2 separate regions of the Sus scrofa genome follow, and region 1 is linked to region 2. The links are chromatin contacts, called in public Hi-C maps. All regions are on one chromosome and are shown on one strand. Each heading gives the region's core, a stretch centred on a gene start, on an enhancer-like site or on the middle of the called end of the contact. The rest is flanking DNA. Distances are from core to core; before and after follow the strand shown.

Evidence for each region. A called contact is a pair of places that touch in the nucleus more often than the background predicts.
Region 1: a Hi-C map of skeletal muscle shows a contact between it and region 2, with 2.7 times the contacts expected there. The contact joins two enhancer-like sites. A contact is called at or near these places in 1 of 5 promoter capture datasets (liver), 10 of 47 Hi-C or Micro-C datasets (embryonic fibroblasts, fetal heart ventricle, fibroblasts and 3 more) and 2 of 2 datasets of contacts at active chromatin or transcription factors (alveolar macrophages and skeletal muscle).

What each region holds. Positions count from the first base shown.
Region 1 is chr1:147,893,858-147,900,584 of Sscrofa11.1, forward strand. No RefSeq gene overlaps it. Among named protein-coding and RNA genes, the nearest start is that of ZNF516, 90 kb to the right of the region's middle. Within about 2 kb of position 2,009, at least 56 of the 83 cell types and tissues checked have an H3K27ac peak or open chromatin away from gene starts, as enhancers often do. A contact at or near this core is called in alveolar macrophages and skeletal muscle, where this site is marked.
Region 2 is chr1:147,839,132-147,846,040 of Sscrofa11.1, forward strand. No RefSeq gene overlaps it. Among named protein-coding and RNA genes, the nearest start is that of ZNF236, 60 kb to the left of the region's middle. Within about 2 kb of position 4,125, at least 15 of the 83 cell types and tissues checked have an H3K27ac peak or open chromatin away from gene starts, as enhancers often do. A contact at or near this core is called in alveolar macrophages and skeletal muscle, where this site is marked.

The DNA.
Region 1 (6,727 bases), core at 759-3,258, 53 kb after region 2:
TCACTTCAGCGGTCTGAAGCCAGGCTGAAAAGTGTTCTCTGAAACCATAGAGCAGAGAAGTTTCCCCGTGCTGTTGTCCCTGGAGACGCCTCCAACCTGGGCAAGCGGCAGAAGGAAGCCCTAACTCACAGCCGCTTGCCAGAATATTTTTATTAAAGAAGGAACTGCCGTCTGTGTGAACAGCGGATGATGGTATCCAGTGACAGCCTTTGGCCACCATCAGTTTCATGTTCAACCTGGTTGCTCACTGGTTTCAAACTCAGGACACAAGTGACACTAAGGCATCTTTAGTATTATTATTTTTTTTAATCTTTGGGGAACAAACATAAATGGAGGAAAGTAACAAGTACAGATTAAATATGAGGCAGGTCCAGGCTTTTAATATGACTGTTTTTAACTTGCCAGATAATCAGAGCATTAAATGAAGGCGTAATTTGTCAGCCAGAAGCTCCTCTATTGTTCCCTGAAGCAAGTGGCAAGGGGGGGAGGGGGTGTCGGACTAATTCAATTCACTGGGGAACCAGTGTTTACATCCGCGAATCCTAATGGAAAGGCACACAGTTTCCAAACTGGAACAAATAAATAAGGATGCTCTTTGCCACTAAAGTAGGGGAGCCTTGCTGTATCTCTTTCTTGAATGGGGGAAGCCATGTTTTGAAGGACCATTTTCTTCCATGTGGAAATATTTATTTGCTGGCTCCTGCAGTGCTGCCAGGAAGTGCTAAAGCATCTCCTGTTAGAGTTTCAGAAGCAAATTGCTTCTGCACCGTTGTCTTGAGTTGCTGGATTAGGCTGTGTTTTCTCTGCCTCTCCCTGACGACTTCATCAATCTTTTTTTTTTTTTTTTTTTTTTTTTTTACTATAAGAGACTTTCATTTATTGCTCCTAGAAAGCCAGGGGCATCGTAGTGGATTTCTTTGGCAGAATCCTTGTTTCATTATCGAGAACCTGCGATGTGCTGGGGGATGGAGAGAGGTGGGGTCGCCTGACCAGGGCCCTCCTAGGTCCAGCTGTTGCACCAGGGACCCTCCTAGGCTTCCCCCCACCTTGAGCTGAGGGGAAGTGTGCTTTTTTGTGACACACACTGACTTGAATCCTTCAGAGATTTAAAAGATGACCTCTTTGCGCCCACACTTCGCCGTTGCCAGCGGGAAGAAGAGAGTTGCCAGGATTTTTGGCTCCTGAGGCTCTGGGCAAAGGCACAAAATGGGATGGAGGGAGGGGTGTGGGGAGAGGAGGGCTCTCCCAAGTGCCTGTTTTGCCTGGTTTACAAATACGCTTAGGTTGCACTTAGTCCTTGTGCTTTTAAAAGTGAAATTTTGGCATTGTGCAGTTAATCCAGACTAAAGCTCTTTGGTATATTGACTTAAAAGGGCTTCAAATGGCCAAACCTCTGCGGCTTGGGGAACATCTCTGGAAAGGTTCAATGGAGCCATTTTCTAAAGCTTTGTGGCACAAGCCCAGGATTCTCGGCCCCACTGAAGCTGCTGAGGGAAACGGGGTTCTCCCAGCAAAGCTGCCGCTCCTGTCTGGCCGCCTCTGAGTTGACAGGGGAACCGCGAGCGCTGAAGGGCTACAGGCACAGCCATGCAAGCATCTCCTTTGCAGCGAGCAAAACTGCATAATCTCTGTCTGTGTGGCCGCGGCCTCCAGAGAAACTAGCAAGATCCGGAAGAGGCCGAGGAGGCGCGGCCCAGGCCGGCCAGCAGGGGGCGCCACGGGCCCCGCCGAGACAAAGGCCGCCGCGCAGAGCCGGGAAATGGAGGCCGCGCTGGAGCCGCGGGCCCAGGAAGAACTGTTCCCTCCCTGGCCCAGCCGAGCCGCCGCCTAAATCCCAGCCCAGCGCCTCCCTGGTGGGCTGAGCCCACATCTTTACTAGGATGTCGCGGGCATCTGTCCCCTCATCACCAGAGCGGCTGTGAAGCGGGCCGCGATCCTGGGACCCGGGGCCGGCGTCCTCAGGGCCTGAGTGTCCCCTGCTCTGTGCGGCGACAAACCCGAGTCCCGCTGGGCCACCGGCCGGGGCACGTACTCCGGCATGGTGACCTGCCGGGTGGTGGCCTCATTCCAGGCCAGGCGACTGGGCGACCGGGAGAGCAGCCCGCCTTCCGCTCCCGGGAGTTTGCACGATCTGCAGGCACACGCGGCGCAGGCGATCCGTGGATTTTTTAAGGGGCCCCGGCCGCGCTCCGCGACCCTGGAGCCCAGAATGTTAACAAAATTGCTTTCATGTTGCCGGTCACGTGACCGCCGGGGCCCTCCTCCCTATCTCACCTGGTTCAGAACCCGCCCTTCCGTCTTGCAAGGGTATCCCTAGCCTGTGGGCCCGGACGCTGAGCCTGCGAGACTGCTGTCAGGCTCCAGTGCAAGTTGGGTCAAAGAGGCTTGACTGGACCTGCTGGGGGAGCGCAGGGCCTCTAATGAGTCCTCAGTTCACTCCGGCCTTCGGAGAACAAAAAGAGGCCTGTGAGTCATGGCCAGCCAGCTTCTCTCCCTCAAGCCCTAGACACAGGGAAGCATCTCCTCCCAAGCAGGCCACACCTGTGCCAGCTGCGGATGCTCCCGGCCCTGCTCGGCATTCCTGGGCCCTTTTGTCACGCTGCCCCACATGTTTGGGAATTTAATCCACGTTTCACTTTCCCTGGCCACATGGCCTGGTCTTTCCCAATGTTTAGCTGGAAAAAAAAAATCAAAGCCAAGTTTTGGAATTAAACTTCCTGTGTATCTTTGACACATTATAAGAGAGATAGGGAAGAAAGAATTAGGAGCCAGCTTCTGCAGTACTGGTACTTTCCCCTGTGCCCCAGGGAACCAGAGCCCATGCGCCCTCCCCTCCAGAGTTGAGGAAGCGCTGAATATGGTGATTAGGACAGACTGCATTGGATACACTTTCTTTTTTAAGATAAAAGTTTTATTTCAGAGAGAAGCACAAAGCCTCCACTGTCGTGGATAAGCCAGGCCTCGCAGGGACTCAAGGACCTTCCAGAGGGAAACAAAAGGCATTGGCTCTTGATTAAGAAAAGTCAGTGGTGGCCCAGCCCCTGGGGCCTCTCTGTCCCTTCCCTGGGTGCTCACTGCACAGGACTCTGAGCTCTCTCCTCAGGGACAGTTCTGCTCCTTACCTCTCAGACCCCTTACTCCCCCGAAACCCCTCAGCAGATAGGACTGGGTTTACCTCCTGGATTCCCAGGGGGTTCTCACTGGCACCCTGTAGAGCCCCAGCCTTGACCTTCCTCCATGCTTACTTTGGCCCCCTTGGACCTACTCCACTCAAACATCCGATGGCTCCATGTGTATGGATTGAGCACCAAGTGCAGTCCAGAGCACAATTCACTGCCCTGTCTTGGGGCGTAAAACCTACCCTTCCCCTAGTTCACCCTTAACTTGACTTCTCTTTTTTACCCCTCTCTCTATCCATTATCCCCCATAGATGGCATTTTTAACTTCATCCCTCCTTCCTCTTCTTCTTACAAAGTGAAAAGTGAGCATCGTCTCCAAGCCCTAAGCAAACCCTGAAGGACCTTCCCTTTTCTTTACCATCTAAATCTTAAAGGGAACAGGGTTTTTTTGGTTGTTTTGTTTTGTTTTGTTTTTGTCTTTTTATCTTTTCTAGGGCCGTTCCTGCGGCATAGGGAGGTTCCCAGGCTAGGGGTCTAATCGGAGCTATAGCCACTGGCCTACACCAGAGCCACAGCAACGCCAGATCCAAGCCATGTCTGCGACCTACACCACAACTCATGGCAACGCCGGATCCTCAACCCACATCCTCATGGATACTAGTCGGGTTTTTTTCTGTTGCACCACAACAGGAATTCTCTAGGTTTTTTGTTTGGTTTGTTTGTTTGTTTGTTTGTTTTTGCTTTTCCTGTGGGTCAGGAATTTAGCACTGGCTTAAGCTGGTGGTTCTGGCTCAGGATCACTAAAGAGATTGCATGAATGTGTCCCTTGGGGCTGTGGTCACCTGCAGGCCACTTCCAGAATGGTGACTCAACAGCAGGCTGGCTGGTCCTACATCGAGTGAAGTCTGCTCAGGGCTGTTGGTTTGTCCTACTGGTGGCCACCTCCCTCCAGAATGAGTGCGTGATCAGAGTTTAAGGCAGAAGCTGCAGTGTCTTCAGATGCCACAGTTTGGACATCTCACGACATCTTTTCTCCATTAGGCTATTGGTTGGTTACACACTGGGGATGGGAATACCAAGGGGGTGGATACCTGGGGCAAGGCAGCTTGCAGGACCATTTGGGGGCCACAGCAGGACGAAATGAGACTCTGGAAGAGGGAGGAACTATGGCTTTATAGAACCAGCCATGGTTTTCAAACCTTTATCTTTCTTTTTTTAAATTGAAGATTAGTTGATTTACAATGTTGTGTTAGTTTCAGATGTACAGCACAGTGATTCAGTTATATATATATATTTTTTTCAGATTATTTTCCCTTAGAGTGAAAATAATTTTTTATTATTTTAAAATATTTTAATATATTGAATATTTTAATATATTGAGTATATTTTACAATATTGAGCATCATTCCCTATGCTATACAGTAGGTCCTTGTTGCTATCCCTTTTTTAAAGCTGAACCCCTTTATCAAAAACCTTATATCAGAATGGCAGTTTATATAAAATTAAAATAGAGCTGTTCTAGTTTGAGCCACGAAGTCTGCTGGTTTCCCTCCCTAGCACTCCCTTCTTTCCTGTGCACCCCTCCACCCCAGTCAAGCGGTCCTTGAAACTTCTTCAAAGAACAAAGACATGGGCCCAGAGCATGTGAGGAAATGGGCCCTGCCAGGGCACTGGATACTTAGGAACATTTTTTGGAAGGCGGTTTTGCGACATCTATTAAAATTTAAGCGCACGTGTCCTTTGTCTAATCAATATTACTGCTAAGAATCCACCCCACAGGTAAACTTTCATAAATGCACAACTAGGTAGATACAGAGCAACATTTTGGAAACATTTAAATGCCCTTTGATAGAGGACCAGTTAGATGAATAACAGTACAGCAGGATACCAGGCACCTATTTAAAAATTAGTGGGTTTCATATATACTGAAAAGGAGAGATCGATTGTTACATAAAAGAGCAAGCTGCAGAATACCATTTATAGTTTGATCCTCCATATGTGCACATGTATACTTCACAGTCAGAGAGAATTTCTGGAAGACAGTAACATGGTTTCCCTTTGGGAAGTGAGAACGAGGAAAGTGTAGGTCACTGAAGGGATCCAAGAGATCCGTTTTTTTGTTGTTGTTGTTTTGTTCTGTTTTGTTTTGGTTTTTTTTGTCTTTTTGCCATTGTTTGGGCCGCTCCCACGGCATATGGGAGGGAAGCTAGGAGTCTAATCAGAGCTGTAGCCACCGGTCTACACAAAAGCAACAGCAACACGGGATCCGAGCCGCATCTGTGACCTACACCACAGCTCACGCAACGCCGGATCATTAACCCACTGAGCAAGGTCAGGGATCGAACCCACAACCTCATGGTTCCTAGTCAGATTCGTTAACCACTGCGCTTAACCACTGCGCCACGACGGGAACTACCCAGCAAGTGGCCGTTTTTAACTTTACACCATTTAGTATTTTTTGTTTTTATTTTTCATTTTCGAAGCCACAGGTGTGGTATATGGAAGTTCCCAGGCTAGGGGTCGAATTGGAGCTATAGCTGCCAGTCTACGCAACAGCCACAGCAACAAGGGACCTGAACCAGATCTGTTACCTACACCACAGCTCAGGGCAAAGTCAGATCCTTAACCCACTGAGCAAGGCCAGGAATTGAACCCACATCCTCATGGATACTAGTCGGGTTCGTAACCTGCTGACAATGGGAACTCCCACTTAGTATTTTTTAAATTGCTTTCAACCACTTTATGATGATTCACTTTCTTTGATTGAAATGACTTCATATACCATGATATTCACCATTGTGACAAGTATAATTCAATGGTTTTGGATGTCCTGTCTTGGCCCAGCAGAAACGAATCCAACTAGTTACCATGAGGTTGCGGGTTTGATCCCTGGCTTTGCTCAGTGGGGTAAGGATCCAGTGTTACCATGACCTGTGGTGTAAGTCACAGATGTGGCTCAGATCTGGCGTTGCTGAGGCTGTGGTGTAGGCTGGCGGCTACAGCTCTGATTAGACCCCTGGCCTGGGAACCTCCATATGCTGCAGGTGTGGTGATAAAAAGTTTTTAGTGTACGCACGAGGATATACAACCATCTCCAATACCTAATCCCAGAATACGATGGATTACTTTTACAATACATACACACACACACACACACACACACACACACACACACACATATATTTGGGGCAACACCCATGGCATATGGAAATTTCCAGACCAGGAAGTGAATCCTATCTGCAGCTGTGCCCCACATCACAACTATAGCAACACTGGATCTTTAACCCACTGCGCTGGGCCAGGGATTGAACCCAAGTCCTGGCACTGCAGAGACACTATTGATCCTGTTGGCACCACAGCAGGAACTTGAATTTGGATTCTTAACCCACCATGCCATAGCAGGAACTCCACAAAAAAATACTTCAAAGCTGAATGGAAAAGAGTGATTATTATCTCCTGGCATGCAAGCCCACTGTGGTAGACAGGTCCAGGACCCCGACTTGGACCTCTCCCCACACTTCCCACTTTTGAAACTCCTTCTGGAGCCCTCCCCCACCCCCACACAACCCCCCATCTCTATGCATGGATGATCATATTGTGTGTTTTGT
Region 2 (6,909 bases), core at 2,875-5,374:
CTATGCCATGCACCAGGAACTAACATAGTGCTGTAGGTCAACTCTACTTTAAAACCAAATGAGCAAGGGACGTGTGCAACTTTATCCCCATGCAGTACAGTGGAAAAATAAATAAATAAATAAATAAAAATTAAAACCAAAAAAAACCCCAAAAAGCAAACAAACAGACTCAGGGAAAAAGAGATCAGATATGTGATTACCAGAGGCAGGGAGTTGGGGAGAGGACTAAAGAAAAGAAATTAAAAAGAAAATAATATTTATTGCTTGAGTCACATGCGTATATAATAAAGATATGAAATCTCTTGGGATAGAACATGATGGAAAATAGTATGAGGAAAAGTATGTGTATATACATGTATGACTGGGTCACTATGCTGTACAGCAGAAATTGACAAAACACTGTAAATAAACTGTAATAAAAAAAAAATAGGAGTTCCCTTCGTGGCGCAGTGGTTAACGAATCCGACTAGGAACCATGAGGTTTCGGGTTCGGTCCCTGCCCTTGCTCAGTGGGTTAACGATCCGGCGTTGCCGTGAGCTGTGGTGTAGGTTGCAGACGCGGCTCGGATCCCGCGTTGCTGTGGCTCTGGCGTAGGCCAGTGGCTACAGCTCCGATTCAACCCCTAGCCTGGGAACCTCCATATATGGGAGCAGCCCTAGAAAAGGCAAAAGGACCAAAAAAAAAAAAAAAAAAAAAAAAAAATTTTAAAAATTAAACAAATAAAGACAGTTACATGAAAAAATATATTTATAAATATTATGGAGGCAAAGAGCTCTAAATTCACAAGAATGGTTGCTTTCGTTGGGGGAGGGGATGTGATTGAAGAAAGAAATGGGGGCTTTGTTTTTTAAAGCTGAGTGGTGGATATACAGTCTTATTATATAATTCTTTGTGCTTTTGGGTATGTCTATAATATTTTATAATAAAATTCCAAAATGTCACAACAAATTTTGAAAGAAAATGAAAGAAAATATGAAAGGAATCCTATTAATTTTTTCAAAAATAAGGATTCTTTTGTAAATAGGCATAATATATTTTCACCAGTTTATAAATTCTGATTCTCCAGTTCCTCCTGTGATACAGTGGGTTAAAAATCTGACTGCTCAGGTTGCTGCAGAGATGAGGGTTTGATCCCCACCTGGTGCAGTGGGTTAAGGGATCCAGCATTGCCTCAGATGTGGCCTAGGATGCAGCTGTGGCTTGGATTCAATCCCTGGCCTGGGAACTTCCATATGCTGAGGATGCAGCCAGGAAAAAAAAAAAAAGTTCAGGATTGAGTTTCTGTTGAGGCTCAGTGGGTTAAGAACTCCAGCTAGTATCCATGAGGATGCAAGTTAAATCCATGGCCTCACTCAGTGGGTTAAGGATCTGCAGTTGCCATGAGCTGTGGTGTAGGTCACAGACACAGCTCCAATTTGACCCCTAGCCTGGGAACTTCCATATGCCATGGGTGCAGCCCTAAAAGGAGGGGAAAAAAAAAGTTCAGATTCTCAGAGATAGAGAGCCTCCCTCCTTCTCTTCCTCCCTTCCTCTCTTCCTCCCTGTTTTCACTTCTTTTAAGGAATTCTTTTTAACAGAGATGCTTTTATTTACAAACCTAGAAATATCATACAAACCAACAAATAAGCTAATATTTTGTCCCTTGGTGTTTTAGTTGTACCTTACATGTTTATAAGAACTTTTAGGATTTGCGTAGTGCTTCAAGTTAGTAGTCATTTATATTTCATTCGTGTGGATTTCTAACTTGGCAGGCTCTGAGAAAGCAAACAAGTATAAGAAATATCCTTCTCTTGCTTCCTTGGGTTATGATTGATTTCATTTTTCAAGATCAGCAATTTGAGAAAACAAATGAACTGCACTAGCTTACATGTTTCAAATAACCTAAACTGTGTCTGCTCTGTCTCTCCGTGTAGAAGAGGCAGCAGGCCATCCTCAGAGAGTGGCCCTGCCTTGGGAACACTGTAGCGAGGGCGCAGTGCCTTCCCTCTGGAGCATCATGTAGGGGACAGGGGGGCAGGGCTCTTCGCAGGGACACAACCGGCTCCATTCTCTTTGCAGCGTGCTCACTGTCTCATAACTCCATTGTTGTCTCATGTTAGGAGAAAAGAATCATTGCTTATATAGAGACAGTATATTTATCTGACAGATATTGGTGCTAGAAGAACAAGAAAGATAGGAGCCTTGACCTAGTGCAGGAACGAAGCCAGTCACTAAGCTCCTTACTGATCCGCAAGTAATCTTCTCACCTAATTTTAGCCGAAAGGTTCAGCCTCCACAACCACCGCCCCTCCTTCTTACTCAAGAAATCATTTCTCCCTCCACATGCCTGTGAGGCGGTCCAATAGAAGGAAAATTGCTGAAAGCCCGGGAGAATGACCCGGATTGTCTTGCTGACAGGGAGGGGCTGGGGTCCAGACCCAGAAATCTGAGGGTAGGTGCTGGACCATCCCCAAGGTGTCCCTGTGCCCAGGAACCCCTCTTGGGGAAGGTCCACGTCCCCTGCTGTGTTCTCCCTGCTGGAGATCGTTCGAGCACACCCAATCGTGCACACTCAAACACACTCTTGAATCTACACACATCCCATCTCACATTCACATCCACGTGCACACACTCACACTCCTGCATTCACACACATCCAGTCTCACATTCATTCACACTCATGCACATTCACACACTCTCCCGCACACACGTAAGCACACTCACGCTTGCACGCATAGCCCCTCCATCCTCGGCCCCAAGAGTCTGGAACAAAGGATGAGACTTGATTTCCACATCTCATGGTTGAGAACGGACCCACTTAAGTTGTGTTTACAAAAGTTAAGAGCTGAGCCAAAGAAATGGTCCAGACAGAAAACCTACCACAGGGAACAGGATCCTTCCGACCCAGATTCCGCAGGAGAAGAGGAGCAGGGAGGGGGCCAAACAGCAGTTTCTTTCTCTGTCCCCCCTAACTGGGAAGTGTCTCCACAAGCACAGGCTGAACCTGGCCACCGAGGACACCTTAATTTTCTTGAAAATGGATATTGATCATGTCAGAAGGCATCACCAGGCAGTAATTCAACTCAATGGTCAAAAAGGCTGAAGCGATTGGACTCCTGTGTGCAAAGCGCATTCCTTGCTCTCAGATTGGAAGGTCAAATTAAAACTGGTCATCCAGGAGTCAGCTTCACGGCCCAGGTTTACAACCCAGACTCCTGTCACATGGTTGCAGAGGTCAACAACAGCAAATAAGTGCTCTGTAGTTTGGAGGAAAAGCAAGAACAAATATTACTTTAAGAACTAGAATTAGGAGTTCCCGTCGTGGCGCAGTGGTTAACGAATCCGACTAGGAACCATGAGGTTGCGGGTTCGATCCCTGCCCTTGCTCAGTGGGTTAACGATCCGGCGTTGCCGTGAGCTGTGGTGTAGGTCACAGACACGGCTCGGATCCCGCGTTGCTGTGGCTCTGGCGTAGGCCGGTGGCTACAGCTCCGATTAACCCCTAGCCTGGGAACCTCCATATGCCACGGGAGTGGCCCAAGAAATGGCAAAAAGACAAAAAAAAAAAAAAAAAAAGAACTAGAATTAAATTGCAAATACCAGGGACATGATTCCTATATCTAAAACCCATGTTATATTTAAACCCATAATTGGGTATGGCATGAATGTGGATTATTTTAACTTTATTATTTTTTAAGTCTCATTTGCAGGTGGCAAAGGATAATTATTGTGCAAGATAACTTGATCTTCTTGTTTATATTCAAGAACTAACTCGGATTAAAGTGATCTTTTAAAAGGGCTTGAATAGCAGAATAACTCAGTACTGGTGTCAGTTTGTCTTATTTCAATAATAGTCGCTATGGAAACAAATCACTGACCTATTTCTTTTCATACCCCCAAGTAAACAATAGGGTTTCCACTTTTCTTCGTATCCTGTTCCCTTTGGACAGGAGTTTCTGGTACAGGATGTTTCTAAAGTGCTTTTTACTGAAACCTATAGTTCTGAACTCCATGCTTATTTTAGTTATTATAAACATTCTCAGCCACATCATGGATTTCTACCATGGAAGGCGCCCAGGATGCTCAGCTTCATCCCTCAGAATCCTGGGCCCCCTTGGCAGGCGCTCCCTCGCCATTGCTCAGAGGTGGAGACTTTGCTGCAGGAGGCAGAGGCTGGGCCAGCATGCCCACATAGACTGCATGAAATGCCTGGTGTAATAAGTCAGCAGAGTTCCACATTAGTGTCTTTTCTCTCCATGCCGATCTTTGACTACAAACAGGAAAGTCACAGAAGGTCATTTTCCACACAAAGCTGCTGATTCAGGAAAGAACAAATGAAATATTAACATGTGCGTGCTCCCTTCCTTGTCCTCAACCCACATCCTAAATCCATTTTATATTTGGCTGAAGCCAGAAGTTGCTAAATATAGAAGTTGCTCTCTCCCCAGCACTCACAAGTGCCCCTGCTGGGCTGTCTCTGCAGCCACAGGCTGTAGTCACAGCAAAGAGAGGCACATCAGCCCTGTACCACGGACCACCCTTCATCTCCAAGGACACACTCTTGTGGAAATATCAGGAGGAAGTTTACCATGTTTAACTTTATTTATGGCCCGCTATTTTTATGACCTGTAAATCCCTCCTCTTCATTTGTTTATTGTGTGAGATGGAAAAATTACAGACATAATAAAAGGGGGAAAAGGCACACATACAAAATAAGTAAAAAAAAAAAAAAAAAAAAAGACACCAGTGACACATACTCCGAATGGTGCCGGACACAGCTGCAGAACTTTCCAAAAGAGCAGTAAAGAAGAGAAAACCACCAACCCTCTGTGTGTAACATACTTCAAATAATGAGAGTAAAATGGTCATGGTGATTAATTTCTCTGATGTGACAAATTTATTTTTTAATGGGATAAGTTCTGACCTAATATGGTTGGGCTCCAAATGTGCTGCACATATCTTGGGAAAGCTTTTTAAGGTTTCATGACAAACATTCCTTTTTTTATCTTTATGCTCTAACAGTGCCGCGATATTCCAAACGACCAGGTCAAAATGATACCAAAGTAGTTGTTTGGAAAGTGGGGAAAACATAACATGACAACTTGGTGGCGTGCTTGCAAACAGGGTTCCCATCCTCCAGGTCTTTCTTCATCTTTGCCCTTTCCACTGTGACACTGCAGCTCCTCCCCTTAGGAGGCAGAGTCGATCTTCACCCTTCAAATCTGGGCTGGCCCTTCAGCTCTCTCTGACCATCGAATATGGGGTAGTGATGATCTGATAGCCCTGAGTATATAAGCCTCATGAGGTCTTAGATATTTCCACTCTCTTAGGGCCTCTGCCATGAAAACAAGCCTCAGAGTGTATGCTGCAGGGTGCGGGCACAGGAGAGCTGACCCATAGCTGACCACAGAGACACAAGAGAACTCAACTCAGAAAATCATCTTCGTAGAGCCCAGTCTAAATTGCTGATCCACAGAAATATAGCAATATATATGACTCTTTTTTAAGCTACTAAGTGTGTGACTACTTTGTTACCCAGCAATAGCAACACCCTCATCCCTACTGTTATGCAAAAAACCCTAGTCAGAGAATCGGGAGACCTGGATCCTGGTCCTGACTCTGAGATTTTTAGCCATATGACCTTCAACAATCCCATTACTTTTCTGGGCATCAATTTCTTTGGTGATATTTTGCATACAAGATACTTCTAGCTGGAACATCTGTTTGAAAGAAACAGAGAAACTTAATTCTCATACACTTTGGTGTGAATGCCTATAAGAGGTGCATCTAATAAATCTAGTAACCTTACAAATATGCCACTTCACTCAGCAATTTCAATTCTTTGTCCTGCTATGGAAGTAAACACATGGATATACTAGTATTTATGTTCAAGGGTGTCTAGTATAGGATTATTTGCATTGCAAAAATCAAGAAATAACTTGCATGCCTATCAAGGAAAACGGCTGGGCAAATAGGAGTATATTCATACCATAATGTATTATGCAGCTATTTAAAGAACTCTCTGGAAGAATCTTTCATGACATATTTTTTAAAGTAAGATAAGTGAGTTTTGGGGTATAATACCATTTGTACCATTTTTAAAATAAAATTTTAAAAACTTTATGAGTATGTAGTTTTTATATAATTGTTCGGCCACCAGGAATGGTTCAGAAGGGTACAGACCAGGCTGATTGTCTAGATTGGAGGCAGCACTTTATAACGGCAAAAATGTTGAAATGACCTCAGGGTTTAGATTTAAGAGTTTAGTTAATTTAATTCTGGCACATTCATACACAGGCAGACCTTGAAGATAAACTGTGGGTTCAGTTCTTGATACCCTAATAAAGCAAATATTGCAATTAAGTAATTCACATGAATTTTTTTGACTTCCCAGTGCATGTAAAGGTTATGTTTGCACTGTACTGTGGTCCATTTAGTGTGCAATAGCACTATTTTAAAAGCAATGTACATACCTTAATTTAAAAATACTTTATTGCTAAAAATTTCTGTCACCTCAGCCTTCAGTGTATTGTCTTTTTGAATAGTAATATCAAACATCACTCATTAATGCCAGATCACCACAACAATCATAATAATAGTGAAAAAGTTTGAAATATTGTGAGAATTAGCAAAATCTGGCACAGAGATACAAAATGAGCAAATGCTGTTAAAAATAGCATTGATAGACTTAGTGGACACAAGGTTGCCGCAAACCTTCAGTCTGTTAAAAACAGGATATCTGCTGAGGGCAATAATGCAAAGCACAATAAAACAGGCTCTGCCTGTGCTGAAATAGTACTCAACTGTTAATAATAGCGGTATAAAATACATGAAAATAATTATATATCATGTATTAAAAATAATATTAACAAACACGACATAATACCAAGGGAAATAAAATGCATGATCTCATGCAATATGAAACTCTT